Linked DNA regions of Mus musculus: region 2 is linked to region 1. Evidence: chromatin contacts called from public HiChIP or PLAC-seq data. All regions are on one chromosome and are shown on one strand. Each heading gives the region's core, a stretch centred on a gene start, on an enhancer-like site or on the middle of the called end of the contact. The rest is flanking DNA. Distances are from core to core; before and after follow the strand shown.

What was found. HiChIP or PLAC-seq counts read pairs in DNA pulled down with a chosen protein or histone mark.
Region 2: a contact with region 1 is called in an HNF4G HiChIP or PLAC-seq map of pancreatic cancer cells. The contact joins the promoter of E230032D23Rik here to the enhancer-like site in region 1. A contact is called at or near these places in 4 of 39 promoter capture datasets (the 3T3-L1 cell line, 3T3-L1-derived adipocytes, liver and 1 more), 4 of 484 Hi-C or Micro-C datasets (CD4 T cells, bone marrow-derived macrophages, nephron progenitors and 1 more), 6 of 115 datasets of contacts at active chromatin or transcription factors (the HPC-7 cell line, bone marrow-derived macrophages, effector CD8 T cells and 3 more) and 1 of 9 other capture datasets (adipose tissue).

The regions. Positions count from the first base shown.
Region 1 is chr7:143,613,692-143,616,242 of GRCm38.p6, reverse strand. Tnfrsf26 (tumor necrosis factor receptor superfamily, member 26) reads left to right here. Exons shown (of 8, transcript NM_175649.5): 5 at 1,318-1,394. Among named protein-coding and RNA genes, the nearest start is that of Tnfrsf26, 13 kb to the left of the region's middle. Within about 2 kb of position 1,287, at least 64 of the 459 cell types and tissues checked have an H3K27ac peak or open chromatin away from gene starts, as enhancers often do. A contact at or near this core is called in adipose tissue, bone marrow-derived macrophages, liver and 1 more, where this site is marked.
Region 2 is chr7:143,666,974-143,669,524 of GRCm38.p6, reverse strand. E230032D23Rik (RIKEN cDNA E230032D23 gene) reads right to left here and starts at 1,278. Exons shown (of 2, transcript NR_153818.1): 1 at 1,180-1,278. It overlaps Tnfrsf23 (tumor necrosis factor receptor superfamily, member 23), which reads left to right. Exons shown (of 6, transcript NM_024290.4): 6 at 933-2,551. The coding sequence ends at 982.

The DNA.
Region 1 (2,551 bases), core at 38-2,537:
AAGTCCTACATCAAAGGTACCCCCTGGTCCTCACGCCATCTGCAAGCTCTGAAGCAATGGTTCTTAACCTTCCTAATGCTGCAGTCCTTTTTAACACAGTGTGCTGACCCCCAACCATAGTCTATCTATTTTGGTTTTTTTTTTTAAGATTTATTTATTTAATATACGTGAGTACATTGTTGCTGTATTCAGACACACCAGAAGAGGCCACCAGATCTCATTACAGATGGCTGTGAGCCACCATGTGGTTGCTGGGAATTGAACTCGGGACCTCTGGAAGAGCAATCAGTGCTCTTAACCACTGAGCCATCTCTCCAGCCCTATTTTGGTTTTTCAAGATAGGATTTCTTTGTGTAGTCCTGGAGATCCTGGAACTTGCTTTGTAGACCAGGCTGGTCTTGAACTCACAGAGATCTGCCTGCCTCTGCTTTCTGAGTGATGGGATTAAAGGGCTGCCCTAGAACTACCCAGCTCAAAAAATTATTTTTGTTGCTACTTCATAACTGTAATTTTGCTGCTGTTGTGAGTCATAATGTAAAAAAAATCATAAAATATGTAAATATTTATTTTTTTATGTGCATAGGTGTTTGCCTGAATGTCTGATGCCCATGGAGGCCCAAAAAGGGTCTTGGATCCCCTGGAACTATAGTTGTAGCTGCTTGTGCACCACAATGTAGATGTTGGAAATAGAATCTATGTTCTCTAGAAGAGCAGCAAATGCTCTTAACCACTAAGCTATCTCTCTACTCACATGCACCCTTCTTTTATTTAAGTCAGGGTCTTACTGTGCATCATTGGCAGGCCTGGAAGTCACAATGTAGACCAGATTGGTTTGAACTCACAACATTCTGTCTCTATTTGCTTCCCAAGTGCTTTGATTAAAGGCATTCACCACCACACCAGGCAATGGCTCACACCTGTGAGGCAGGTTATACACGCATAAACATAATTCAGAAATCACTGAACTGTGAGATCGGGAGCCTGATGTGAATAAAGACTGCCTTCAACTCCAGTATGGTAGAGGCTTTTGCTTGTTTACGCCTGCTTGCCTCTTCCTTATTCACAACATCTTTGCCTCTAGGCAGACTTTCCTCTATGTGGTCTTCATAGCTAGGTGCTCTAGCCAGGAGGAGAGGGGGTTCTTCCTCCTAAAAATCACAGATGCCCCTAAACTCTAATCTCCTCAGAGTGCTTTTGCCAGAATGGCAAGGTATAGTAGCTGCGTTGGAGCTGATTCTCCCTAACCCTGTGGGAAGTGAAGAGTGAGTTCTGGGCTGCCTGGGTGGGAGGAAGTAACACACCCTGTTTTCCTTCCAGCTGCCCTGACGGCAGAGTCGTCAGGAAATGCAATGCCACAATGGACACTGTGTGTGACAAGTTTGACTCAGAGCCAGGTAAGGACATTGAAAATGTTCACTGCTGTACTGACTAATTTTTATGTCAACAACACAGGCTAGAGCTATTTAAGGAAAGAGAACCTCAACGGAGAAAAACGGCACTGGGCAGATTGACTGCTAGCCATCCCTATGGGACATTTTCTTAATTAGTGATTGATATAGGAGGGTACAGTCCATTGTGGGTGGTACCACCCCTGGGCTGGTGGTCCTGGGTTCTATAAGAATGCAAGTTGAGTAAGCCAGTAAGGAACACCCCTCCATGGCCTCTGCATCCGCTCGTGCATCTAGGTTCCTGCCCTGTTTGTGTCCCTGCCCTGACTTCCTTGATGATAGTCTCAAGCTGTAAGTCGAAATAAACCTTTTCTTCCCCAAATTTCTTTTGGCCATGGTGTTTTATCCCAACAATAGATACCTTAACTAAGACAGTCGAGAAGGTAGCATTGACATCTATAGTCATTACTAAACTCTACCACAGAAGGAAAAATACCCAGTGACTATAACAAATGACTGGCCACGTGCCAATAAAACTTTACAAAAGCAAGCAGTGGGCTGCATTTTGTCTTGAGGCTGGAGGTCAGGAGTCTCATCTTTGGGCTGGAGAGATGGCTCAGCTGTTAATGTCTAGGCTCATAACCCAAAATACAGAAATCTTGTCTTAGTCAGCAAACAGATTCCCTTCTCAGACCTCAGTCTCAAACCAACGTTTGTGAGTCTGGGCCTTCTGTCTGTGTATCTGTCACTGGTTCTGTTTTCAGGGAGGGCCCTGATGTCTGAGGGCTGGAAATCTCTTTGTCCTCCATCTGCTGTGTAGTGTGAACACCTCTGAGAGCTGAGACATGTTGGTTTACCTTTCAAAATCAGCTTTTCCACTTCCAAAGAAGTTCTGTGTGTATATATGTGTGTGTGTAGTGTATGTGTTTGTGTATGTCTGAGTGTGTGTGCACATGTGTGCACCTGTGTGGGGAGGCCAGAGGGCAACATTGGGTGTCTTCCTCCATTGCTTTCCCCTTTTTAAAAAATGTATTTTATGTATGTATACATGCATATACATATATAATATATACCATATATTACATACAGTATATAGTATACATGTATATGAACGTGTCATGTGTGAGCAGGTGCTCACCAAAGCCAAAAAAGGATGCTGAATC
Region 2 (2,551 bases), core at 29-2,528, 53 kb before region 1:
ACAATGTCTCCCAAACATATGTCTCTCTTTGACCCACCCTCCCAAGAAGATCTGCCTCAGTGGTCTGGCCTACCTGAATGGTTCATGGAGGTAGAGTCGCCGTGTGTGGCTTTTGTGTCTGGGTTTCAGCATCATGTTTCTCTGCATGGATGGGGGTTTGCTGCACGTATGCCAGTGCCATGTGTGTGAAGAAGCGTCAACTTACCTGGGACTGGAGTTCCCCGTTGTGGTTATGAGCCACCATATGCATGCTGGGAAGTGAACCGGGGTCCCCTGCAAGAACGCCTTAACCACTGAGCTACCCAACCATCATGTATTAAGGCTGATCTAGGCTGAAGCTCTGTCATCGCCTCATGCCTTGTCACGGTTGAATCATCATGTACCACCCACGCTGTCTCATTCCCATGTTAATGGCATTTTTAATAATTCCTTATAATATGTAGACCCTTACACCAAATATTCAGTGGGGAAAGGGCAGCCTCTTCAATAAATAATGCTAGCCTGGCATTAGTGGCGCATGCCTTTAATCCCAGCACTTGGGAGGCAGAGGCAAGTAGATTTCTGAGTTTGAGATCAGCCTTGTCTACAGAGTGAGTTCCAGGACAGCCAGGGCTACAAAGAAAAACACTGTCTTGAAAAACCAATATAATAATAATAATAATAATAATAATAATAATAATAATAATGCTAGCAAAAGAACCTATACCTATGAAAGAATGAAAGCTGTAACTGTATTTAACAACATATGAAAAATTGAGGGTTGGGCTAAATCTCAGTGGTAGGGTATTACCCTACATGCATGAAGCCCTAATTTAATCCCCAGTACTGCCAAAAATACAATAAATTCAACCAGGGCACACTGGCCATGGCCTATAATTCCAGCATTCTGTTCTTGAGTTGACCAAAATATTTCTTGTTTTTCCCACTTTTAGATCCCAGAAACTGGCTGTTCCTACTGATGCTAATTGTCTTCTGTATCTGAAGAAGATAAAGGTTCTACAGATGGTGTCTGTAGCTTCCTTTTATTGCTGTGAAGAGAAACCATGGAGGCAACTCTTTCATTTTATTTTATTTTTTAATGTCTTGAACTTGATTTGAAGACCAGGCTGGACTCAAACTCACAGAGATCCGGACTAGGCACCTCTAATATAGGAAAACATTGAATTGGGACTGGCTTACAGTTTCAGAAGTTCTGTCCATGATTATCATAGTGCGAAGCATGGAGGCACGGAGGCACACATGGTGCTGGAGAAGAAGCTGAGAGTTCTGCATCTTGATCTGCAAGCAATAAAAGGAGACTGTGTGCCACACTACACATAGCTTGAACATAGGAGACCTCAAAGCCTGTCCCCACAGTGACAAACTTCCTCCAACAAGGTCATACCTCCTAATAATACCATTTCTTATGAGGCAAGCATTCAAACACATGAGTCTATGAGGGCCAAACCAATTCAAACCACCACAGGTTAACAATTGCCCTCTGCAGCTCTCTGGTGGAGGCCCTCCTTGAGAGTAAGTAACAATTTAGATGAAGGCAAGTCCTGGTATCAGGTCCAAAAGAAACTCAGGATGAATGGTCCACTGTGGTTCCTATTAACATACTGAAGAACATGACCTCACCTTAGACTTCTCCACCTCACTGGCTTCCCTTCCCCTAGCTTCTCATTCCCAGGTAACCCTGCCATTTTTTGGTAATGTGCCTTCTTGGTTCTTCCTCTCCTTTCCCCCTCTCTTCTGGTCCTTATTTCTCTTCCTCTCCCACTCTCCACCAGCCGCCTCTTAAGGCCTGAGTCAGTCTGCAGGCCATGTTTAATCTACTACTTTCTCTCTGCTCTGGACTCATCCAGATGTCTCTGGCTGAGCTCTCCCTCCTATCTACAATAAAACCCTTCCCCCTAACCAGAAATGGAACAGTTTTGTCCTCACTTTGTACATCTGGTGCCTGAAACCAGAGAGGAATATATATGACCCCATCCAAGAGACTCAGCCTCTCCTAGCCAAACCATGCTGTTGGTTTGACGACTTCCTAAGGTATGCATGGATGGATCACTTGTTCCTGCAGGCTTCTGCAACCTACCATAGTGAACTCCAAACCTGGAATTCACCTCTTCAGCTGCTTCTCCCCTCTACTTGCTCTAACCATTTGCTTCTCCTCACCATAGCAGGAAATTTCCACTTGCCTAGGGGTGTGGTCAATGCCTTGCTATCACTACTCAGAAATTTCCCCTTGGCTAGAGGTGTGGTCAGTGCACTGCTCTCACTGCTCAGTAAATTTCCACTTGCCTAGGGGTGTGGTCAGTGCCTTGTTCTCACTGCTCAGTAAATTTCCCCTTGGCTAGGGGTGTGGTCAGTGCCTTTTTCTCACTGCTCAGTAAATTTCCTCTTGGCTAGGGGTGTGGTCAGTGCCTTGCTCTCACTGCTCAGTAAATTTCCACTTGCCTAGGGGTGTGGTCAGTGCCTTTTTCTCAATGCTCAGTAAGTTTCCACTTGCCTAGGGGTGTGATCAGTGCCTTGCTCTCACTGCTAAGTAAATTTTCACTTGCCTATGGGT